Linked DNA regions of Drosophila melanogaster: region 2 is linked to region 1. The links are chromatin contacts, called in public Hi-C maps. All regions are on one chromosome and are shown on one strand. The core of a region is the stretch at or near the end of the contact, and the rest is flanking DNA. Distances in the headings are between cores, read along the strand shown. Region 1 holds the start of Ctl1 (Choline transporter-like 1). Region 2 holds the start of CG4613.

The links. Hi-C and Micro-C count contacts between places; a contact is called where the count stands out from the background.
Region 2: a contact with region 1 is called in a Hi-C map of the Kc167 cell line, with 10 times the contacts expected there. The contact joins the promoter of CG4613 here to the promoter of Ctl1 in region 1. A contact is called at or near these places in 4 of 107 Hi-C or Micro-C datasets (the Kc167 cell line, the Ras3 cell line, cellular blastoderm embryo and 1 more).

The regions. Positions count from the first base shown.
Region 1 is chr3L:4,276,478-4,281,259 of dm6, forward strand. Ctl1 (Choline transporter-like 1) reads left to right here and starts at 1,485. Exons shown (of 9, transcript NM_139627.2): 1 at 1,485-1,773; 2 at 2,264-2,640; 3 at 2,708-2,862; 4 at 2,918-3,147; 5 at 3,204-3,504; 6 at 3,789-4,068; 7 at 4,135-4,297; 8 at 4,360-4,581; 9 at 4,639-4,782. The coding sequence starts at 1,657. CG1273 reads left to right here. Exons shown (of 6, transcript NM_139626.2): 6 at 1-1,301. The coding sequence ends at 902.
Region 2 is chr3L:14,519,725-14,525,184 of dm6, forward strand. It overlaps CG4613, which reads right to left and starts at 1,966. Exons shown (of 3, transcript NM_001274912.1): 1 at 1,562-1,966; 2 at 374-942; 3 at 36-302. The coding sequence starts at 1,943. The coding sequence ends at 129. All of the region lies in intron 2 of bbg (big bang), which reads right to left.

The DNA of each region.
Region 1 (4,782 bases), core at 235-2,734:
CAACCAGAACCACAACGGAGGAGCCCAGAACCACGAAAAGGAATCGCATTCGAACCACCAGTGAACGGCCCACAATGATGGACGACTCAAACCTATTTCCGTCTCACTCCAAATGGGAGTTTGTCAATAGTTCATCGGCTCAAGGATTTGGACACAACTCGAATATGAGGAAGGTCTTCAATCAGACCTTGCAGGCTTGGGTATCGGAGGACATTGACAAGTCGGAAAACTTGACGTTAAACGATATCAAGACAAGGATCAACAACGCCAGTAACATTCAGGACATCTCCCTGATCTTTGATACGTTGGCCTCCAAGCTGGGCATTACACCCAGTGTTCCCAATAAGTTTCCTCCCTTTTCACAAAACAAACTAAAGCACGCTCCGAAGGAAGAAGTCACAAGGAGACCAATACCCAGCTCCACCACCACGGAAATACCATTACTGATACCGGAATCTATTCTGCCTGTCGAAAGGGAGCCGTTTATTAAGCCAATGTCTAGTTTTATAGATGATGGCTCCTCTGAAGTCCTGGGAGCGGCAATTCCAGTGATTGGCGAGGCGGAAGTGGAGGTGGTGGATCCACTAAACTACGAGGAGATGCTCAAGATCTCACAGTTCGCTGCCAGCAGTACGGAACCCAGTGTCCATAAGCTGGTGACGCTTCTCCCGGTGAGATCCAACTCCGGAATCCGAACCTACAGACCACCAGCCGCGGACGAGGAGACGCAGAGGAGTGCCAGTGCTCCGGCTCCCTTGGCTGCACCTGCACCTGCACCTGCCCCTTTGCCTGGAAAGATTAGCATACGGCGCAAGAGCAACCTCAACCAGAGCCGGAGATTCGGACAACCACCTGCAGAGGCGGTGGTCAAGGGCGGCATCCAGGTGACGGTTAAGAAGTGATCACAGAGCCGGCCTCACCATGAGATTATAGGAGAATCGAGTTCTACCACAGAACGCAAGGATGTAGCTTAAACCACTCTATATGTTAGTTATAAGTAGGGAATATAACTTTAGTTAGGTCGATCGTGCATATGACGAAATCTTGTTCGAAAATTGTTTCGCGCATGGGAACAATTTTGGAATGACACTTTTGGTTATATTGGCGGAATCTGCGACTGCCAGTCCTCAGTATTTAAGACAAATCACACATCACATTCATTGAATAAGCATCGAATCTCTAGTATACGACTTCGAAATTTAATTATTTTTTTCAGTTCATTACTATTCTTATGTTAATGTTAGCTACGGATGTAATGTAATGACTAAGCCCGATCTTTAAATAAATGTGAATAATTTCTTACAAGCTATGGCTTTCTTTTTCGATGAAAAAGGTATGGATAAATTCCTGCACTTCTTCAGCTTTAACTATATTTCAAGTATTTTATATATTTCTAGACTATTTTCAAATCTCGCGCTCACCATAAACCGCTATGTTGGTCTTTTTTGTAGGCCGCAGATACCTGGTCTTATTTTCCGCGCACCTTCTGGTCACACCTGAGCATTGAGGATTTAGGCGTTGTTGTTGTTTCGTCGGTTGTGAATTGAATCAAAATAGAACAAACAAGTTGCTCAACATACTGAAGGAATAGATATAAGTACAAAGTGATAAGAGGAAGTAAGCCCGCTAATTATCGAGCAGCTTAACAAGTGCAAAATGGGCTGTGCGGAGAGCAAGGACGGCGAGGGGGAGGCGCAAAACAATAGGCCCAAATACCGGTCCTGCACGGACACCTGCTGGCTGGCCATTTACATTATATTCTGGCTGTTTTTGGTAAGAAATTAAATAGATTTCGCCCTATTTAGAGATATATACAGCCAAAGTCTGTATCGGGAAAGTGAAAGCTGAGACATTCATCTGCGCAGCGCGTCTGTCTGCTTCGCAGTGTGTGTGAGCGGTTTTTGCGGGCGGAAAGCGGCTACTTGTTACTTGAAAATGTCTCATTCATGTCGTCATCGCTGGATAGCGATTCATGCGCGGAATTGTTAATTCCTCTAATGAATGCGATGATTTAACAGTCAGGGTTAGTCCGACATTGTATAAGCCAACTTAAATCCCTTGTGAAGCGAATCGATACCCGTTGTTCTGCTGTTCTGTTCTGTTGTCCTGCAGGACACGCCACTCCTCGAAAGCATTTCCATGTCAAGTATTTGCATGGGTATTATATTAATAATGCCCCTTGACATGACATGTTGGTCATGGGGCGTTGGCCACCATGAACAATGATCTATACACTTTAATTTGCCTCATTTTTGTATTGCAGATAGTGATTGCCATCTTTTCGTTCGTTTATGGAAATCCCCTGCGCATCATCAATGGCTACGATTCCTTTGGCAACACCTGTGGCGTTAAGTACAATGAAAAGTTCCAGGGATTCCCGCTGTCCGGCATGAATACACTCGACAAGCCGGAGCTCTTCTATTTCGATGTCAAGGAGCTGAAAAAGTCCCTCAAGATATGCGTTAAGTCATGTCCCGCCAAAACTATGACCAAGGGCAGCGAGCTGCTGGAATACTACAGCCAAACGGGCACACAGCTCTGCAAATACGACTACAACATGCAGCAGCTGACTACGGCGGGCAACGATGCCAAAACGTTCAATTTCCTGGGCCCATGTCCCAGTTTTCCCGTTCATGAGAGGTGTGTGTTGATTACATCACCCAAATCAAATGCTAATTTAATTCACACACTAATCACTTCTTTCCAGTTCGCCTGTCCTACATCGCTGTGTGCCCAAGGGTACGGGCGAGAAGGTTCAGAACTACTACGACATGCTCAACAACTGGGATGTGGCCCAGCAGTTCGTTGGCGATATCTACTCCACCTGGCACATCATTGCCATGGTCTGTGGATTAGCTTTGCGTAAGAGTAGACACATCTTTCACCAAAGTATTTTCTAAAAAGCCTTTTTCTCTAGTCATTTCCATTGCTCTGGTAACCATGATGCACTGGCTGTCTCGCATCGTCTCCTGGATCATCTGTGTTTTGGTCATAGTGGCCAGTGTGGCGCTTACTGTTGCTCTGTGGTATGCCTACTACAACATACGCAATAAGTCTGGCGTTAACACACAGTACTCTATGCTGGAGGAGTTTGTGCGCAACCAACAGGCAGTCTTAACCCTGGCCGTTCTGGCCACCATAACCATGGTTTGTTAGCTCATTCAATACTTTATGGGTAGTTACTTAGTGTGTCTCCTTTACAGATAATCCTTATTGTGGTCATATACTTCTTGAAGAACAAATTGGCTGGCTTATCTGCGCTTTTCGAAGAAGCTGGCCAGTGCATGATGAATCTCCCAGGTCTTTTGATCGCTCCGCTCTTGGCCTTCCTTGTGCTTATAGCCTTCTTAAGCTTTTGGGTCGCAGTGATCATTTGCCTGGCCACTGCCAGTTCACCTGGACAAAGTCCCATTGCTCCGTTCGACAACTCGAAGGCCCATCAACAGCCTTTGCCAGCAAATGCATTGTTCGTTTCCAATAGCACCGACGTCAATGATTTAAGACGTAAGTAGTCTCATATATCTGCGATGTAAATCCATTCTATGCAGGTTTCCCAAAGCAGACGAATTTGAAATAATCTGAATTTTTGCATTTTGTTGTTATTTTATAACGTGATTTGGTGAATAAGTAAGTGATATTTGCTAAGGGCACGGAATTTGACTCATTTGTATATATTTCTGTGTTTTCTCCTCACAACTCTTCGATCTAAATTGTATATACAATAGATTTCTTCTTAAGTTACTGCACCTATGATTCCAGAGAATTAAGCAAATATTTTCCTTAAACAGCAAATGCCCGTGTAGAATATGCCGATGCCGGAGTTCTTCGCAGCATGTTCTGGATCTATGTGGTGGGTCTTATATGGACAGTGGAGTTTATTTTCGCATGCCAGCAGTTTGCATTGGCCGCAGCCGTGGCCTTCTGGTACTTCCAAAAACCGACCAGCACGCCCACGTTTTACGCCATTGGCAAACTGGTTAAGTATCATTTGGGTACGGTGGCCAAGGGATCCTTTGTCATCACTATTTTCAAGATTCCCCGCCTGATACTCACTTATTTGTACGCCAAGTAAGTTGAATCATCGTCACTTTGCATGAGTTTCCCATTCTTTACTAATTGAACATGACATTTCAGATTAAAAAAAGGCGAGGACAAGGGATCGGAGTGTGCCGCCTGCTGTTTGAAGTGCTGCATTTGTGGTTTCTGGCTGCTTGAGAAGTTCATTCGCTTCTTGAATCATAATGCCTACACCGTGGTGGCTATCGAATCCATTAACTTCTGCCCCGCTGCTGGCATTGTAAGTCTGCTATCCCATAAATGTTGAATGTTTGAAATTTATAAATTTTTATTTCTTTCTAGGCTTGGAATGCCATGGCCACGAATGTCCTGCAAGTGGCCACCATTAACAGTGTGGGCGACTTCATTCTCTTCCTGGGAAAGGTTGTGGTGGCCGCGCTCTCTGGCCTGATTGGTATCGTTTTGCTCAAGGATAAGCCCGGTCTGAATTTCTACATGGCTCCCGTCATAATCATCATCATATTCTCCTTCTTTATTGCTCACATTATCCTCTCGCTTTTTGAGGTAGGTATTCCTTTACAATACGACCAAGCTTATGGCTAACCTATGACTCGTTAATAGATGGTAGTGGATACCTTATTCCTCTGTGTCTGCGAGGATAAGACCCTGAATGGTCGCTCTGGTCGTTGGGCACAGAGTAACTTGGCCAAGCTGGTAGGCGAGGAACCGCTGCAGCCTGGCGAGGAGCCGCCCATCGAAGTTGTT
Region 2 (5,460 bases), core at 716-3,215, about 10 Mb after region 1:
ACTTCTACGAAAATATGCATTTCAATAAAGAAATTAAATATTAACTTTAATTAGGCTTCAATTAAAAATCATATTTAGGGTTAGTCAAATAAATAATGTTTACACGATTTATTATTATTTTAAACGGATTAGTTTATGCAGTAACAAGAGTCCCTCGTATTAACTGCTATCCATTCCAAATAGCGAGACACTCGAGTATAGACACCAGGAGCATCTGGCTTGGCACATCCGTAGCCAAAGGACACAACTCCAGCCAAACGGAAAATGCGATCCCTGACGATCAAGGGACCACCGCTATCGCCCTGGAAAGGTGGTTCATAGAGAGTGGTCAAATGTAACCTTTAAAGAATGTTCCAAGTAGCTTTAAACCCACCTGACAAGCATCCCGCCCTCCGGTTTTTACATAACCGGCACACATCATGGTGTCCACGATCATGGACCTGTACGAAGTGGCCCGGCACTGGGCATTGGTGATGATGGGCACCACCACCTCCTGCAGGACACTGGAGGTGGAGCCACCCTCCTGACTCAAGCCCCATCCCGCCACAATGGCCTTCTGGAAGTCGAAGTTCTGCAGCCAGTTGCTGGGCAAACAGGCTGGGCGCATGGTGTCCACCAGCGGAATGGGTTGATCCAATCGCAGGAGGGCTATATCATGGACCAGGCTCACCGGATCGTAGCCCACGTGGGCATGGGCGAAGGCCACCGACCGGGTGACTCCCAGGTGGGTGGAGCTCCTGTCCAGCTGCAATAGTCTAACGGACACGCCCCTCATGTCCATGCCGTGGACACAGTGGGCGGCAGTCAGGACATAGCGATCGTTGATCAAAGTTCCGCCGCAGAACAGGAAGGTACCGCGAATGATCTGTGCAATCCACGGATATTTATTCGTCCGCACTTGGGTGCCGCCCACAATGCGATTCACATTCGGAACGCCGCAGGCTGTAAGAGGATTGAAATTTGGATTCGATGTGGTCTTGGGTGGCAGACTCTCTTAGCCAGGGAGTGAAAACGTAGGATGACCGGAAGTTAAGCAACCTTAATAGTTGAACTCGAAAATGTTTGGTTTCTTTAGATAAGCGATAGTAACGAATTCACAAAAATATGAGATAGCATTAGAAAAGTTTTGTGCGCCAATTAATTTAAATTAATTTTTTAATTACATTTGATTACTTATTGTATTTATTTTTTAAATTAGCAATTTAACATTTTATGAAAAATTTGTCTGCAAATTTTTTTTTTTTTATTGGCTAAGCACTTAATTAATTGTAATTTAATGACAGTTTTGGCAGTTTAAAATGTTGTAAAGCGCCATTACTAATGAATGCTTAACCGTATGGCAACTGTTTCATTGATTTGGACTATATGATTACACAAAAGCGTAAAGAAATAAAGTCGTTCACTATGCTCACAGCACGTTTCACAAACACGTTTGGATGCATTGCGTTTTCCGATAGGCGTACAATAACCGATTCAAATTCCCAATTATTACCCGGAGATTAGCCGGGATCGTTTCATTCCCTGGCTGGTTTCGATTGGCACTACAATTTCCCCAACTCACTGCAGCTGGCACAGCGATTAACGCGAAACGCCTTGGCACCACCGCCTTCGAGGGGAAAGACCGGGGAGGCTGACGAGGATAAGGATGTCGATCCGAGTGAGGAGGCTGTATCCGAGGGAGTTTCACTGGCCACGCCCAAGACATTCGATAAGATTTGCTGCTTATGGCCCTCAATCAGATCATCAATGAAATCCGATTGAACTCCGGGCGGTGGGCCGGTACTGGAAGTCGTAGATCCATTGACTGGCAGAGGTGGCAAACGCTCTGGCTTCGGATAGAAATAACCGCGGGAAGGTGGCTTATAATTATAGACGGCCCAGCTTCGATCGCAGATCGAAATAAGAGCAAGAAGGAGTAGAAAAGCTGGCGGATTGAGTTTCATATTCCCGGCGAACCGACCGAATCGCTTAGCAAACACAAACTGATGGGCTGCCCTAGCCATTTAACGGTTCTTATAGCACAGCTCAACAGATCCATCTTAATATTCAAATACTTAAAAGTATATGCGAAAAACATTAACAACTTAATGAAGCTCTTAGGCTGTCCATCAAACTATTTTATCAGCAAAATTTCTTTGCATATTCCAAATCTTCAATCGAAAGCCCTTTATCATCACTCGACCTAGTTCCACAAAGTAGATCCGAACCCATTTGTCAATAAATCTGGCAAATATAATTTTAACATTTTACCACCGCAGAACTTTGATGTCTACGAAGCGATTCCATGTTTTGTCTTTATAAAAATTTTATGTTAATAGTCAGATCCGCTTTCTTTTTGTCCGAAATAGAAAAAATTCCCGCAGCTTTGGGTTATAAATCTAATTTCTGGATTGATATCGCATAAGAGATTTATAACTTTTGTTCTAGTTTCGCAAATAAAACATTTTTTGTTTCAGAGAAATTGCCAATCGGGCTTTACATTTGCACGACCCAGAAAGGAGTATAATTAAATTCGAATCCAACTAAAGGTCGATGAGAACATTAAAGGTTAAACCGCATGTGTGGTGAAAAAATCTTTTTCTGATCGCTTCGTAATTACAAGTCATCAAAGAGTGCTGACCACATTTGCTTGTGGGATTAATAAAGGTTAATTCTGTGTGCTGAAACGGTGTATACCATGTGAACAGAACTTAAAAGCTGTGTGTAAAGCCGATTAATTGGCTACTTTTACTCGTGCTGTAAGGTGAAATTTCCTATCCGAAACGATTAAACCTATTTTCTTTTCAACCAATATCACAACGGAAGTGTTCGGGAACGCCCATAAATCAAAAAATGTTCGACAAACCCGAAAAAGATTTCCTCAAATGAAAGTAAATCGACTTCCCCAAATCAAAAGCCTAACAAGAGGTCCATAAAATCGTTCGTCCCACAACGCGTTATATTCTTAAGCCGTTCGCGGGGAAAATAGAAAGTAAAAAGAACTCTCAAATAAATTGGGTCAAACTAATGAAGATGCCGATAAAGATGCGTATAATCGAAAACCGAGCCAGAGGACTGGAAATACTTGTAAATGGGTTGATGTTTATAATCTGTCCGCTTGTTGAACCAACAGCCAACCCAAACACCCGATCTCTGATCGCCAACAACAAAAATGACACAAGGTGTACAAAAAAGTCAGGCTCAGACTTCGACTTCGACTTGGGATCTGACCTCCGGAGAAAGAGCTTCCAAGTATTTGGGTCAGACGAAGAAGTGAGGCGTTAGCTTAGAGGCATTGAATAGATGATGACACCAAAGCCAAAGCCACAGACTCACGCACACTACGCCAGAAAGAAAGTCTCTTTAATTTATTTATTTATATGCAGGCCGCTAGAATCAATGAGAAGAAAGTTCTTCCACGCCACTCCAGCATCCCAAATGAAACGTGTTTCTCTCTCTCTCTCTATGGATCTGTCCAACTCTCTTCCATTCAGAACGAAGCCTGACTTTGAGCCGCATCTCCATAGCATTCATTCAATAATGCCTTGGGTAGGTGCCTCATTGAGTGATGTTTATTTGGTAAAAGTATAATTTTCGTCTAGTTATAGACCATAGTACATTGGATCGTAAACATTAATAGCACATTAGCCAATAAAACTGAGCAATTTATGGTGTTAACTTGGCCGTTAAAATGTTAAAGTTAATAGACAGGCAATCAAAATCGCGAAGTACGTCATATGATTTTATGCGAAATAACACTATTTTAAGGCTAGCTTAAAATTTTTTCCTCTTCACGTTGCAAATGCAAATCTAAGTGACTTTTAAATGCTTGTGTTATCATTTTTACTAGATCAAGGGTATAAAAGCTTCGGCCTTTTGCAAAACTTCACTGATCCTCTCTTTTATTATTCTGGTACGAGCCAACTAAAGATCTGCGGCTGGCTATTTATGGCCAAGAGCTGTTGCCGCGTTGCAGTTGTTGGTCAAACGTTCCACTTGCATTAAACTGGGTCATTTGCAGCAGTCGAGAAAATGCAACAAGCCAAGAGAGTAGAATTAGAGTCTATATAGGCAGAAGAACCTCATGTGTAGCTTTCTTAAAACGTTCTTTAAACCTGGCCAAAAATAAATTAAAACTCATTTAGTTAGTGCCAAGCCAGAAAGACGCTCTTCAAATGCGTTGTGGCTTTTGTGTGTTGCATGTCAGGCATGTGCTTGTCGTACAAATTTGTTAGCAATTATCGCATTTTTTTCAGTTGGTTTGTGGTTATTGTATTTTGTTAGTTAGCCAGCTATTTGTTGTTTTATTTTAATGATTGTCACCTGAGCCTTGAGCAACTTTCTCAGGCTTTATTAAGTTTCACCCGTGGACAGCTCTACGATTTTGCTTATGACTTTTCGGAATCGCTTTTGGAATTGTTTGCCATCTGCGGATTTTCTGAGCATCGTGCATTGAATATAATTGAATTGTAAGTGAAGTAATGATAAATGATTATAGCGAACAATTTTAATGCGTTTTTAATGTGCATTTTTTCTGGCCATTTTGGAATAAGTTTCACTAGATATTCCCTATATATTTAAATATCCCATAAATTACATTTTTTAGTAAAGACTTTCAGATATTTTGATTAATAATCAAAACACACAGTTTATTAATATTCTCACTATATCCGTTTTCAATTCGATCGCCGACGTGTGAAGACGTTTTTATCGTGCTCCGCACAAAATCGGTTGTTTTGAGTGAAGTGAACGCCAAATAAAATAAACTAAATAAAAAATCTGAAAGCGAAAGAGACGCTCTATGCGATGCAAGATCGCTTAAATACATAGTGAATTGTTATCTTAAATAATAAAACTATGAGTCAGAATGACACTCGCGCCCAGCGTCAGCGCGAGCATGACGAACGCCGACTCTCAATTCAGCGCAACAACGCGTACTTCTCCTACGTCTCACCGACAATCCCAAACGCAGACATCGAGCGGTCAATAACCCATAGCCCAGGAAACCTTCTTCTACCAACAAATCAAGAAAGAGCCCGCTCCTGCTCTCCCGCTCTATTGGCTCCGACAGAAGCCCCGCTACCTCCAACAACAACAGCTGGAGAGGGACCGGCAGCCCGCTCTGCCTCGTCATCGGCTGCACCCGCTCACGGTCTGACTAAGTCAGCGAAAGCAAAACCGCTAGCAATAAACGGTACTGCTGCACTGCCAGCAAAACAAAACGAAAACGTAAACAAAAAAGCTGGGTCGACCTGGCAGACTGGAATGGACCGCTACATTACAATAAAGCGAAAGCTCAGCCCGGAAAATTCAGATTTGGGAAACAAGCCGAAAAATACACGCGACAACTCTACCTTGATCAAAAATGTAGCCCCTGCAAATACCAACAGATTTGCCTTGCTGGTAGATACCGCTGAGGACGTGCCGCTGGGATCCGTTGATATCGAACCGAAGAAAACAAAGCCTCCGCCAATATACATC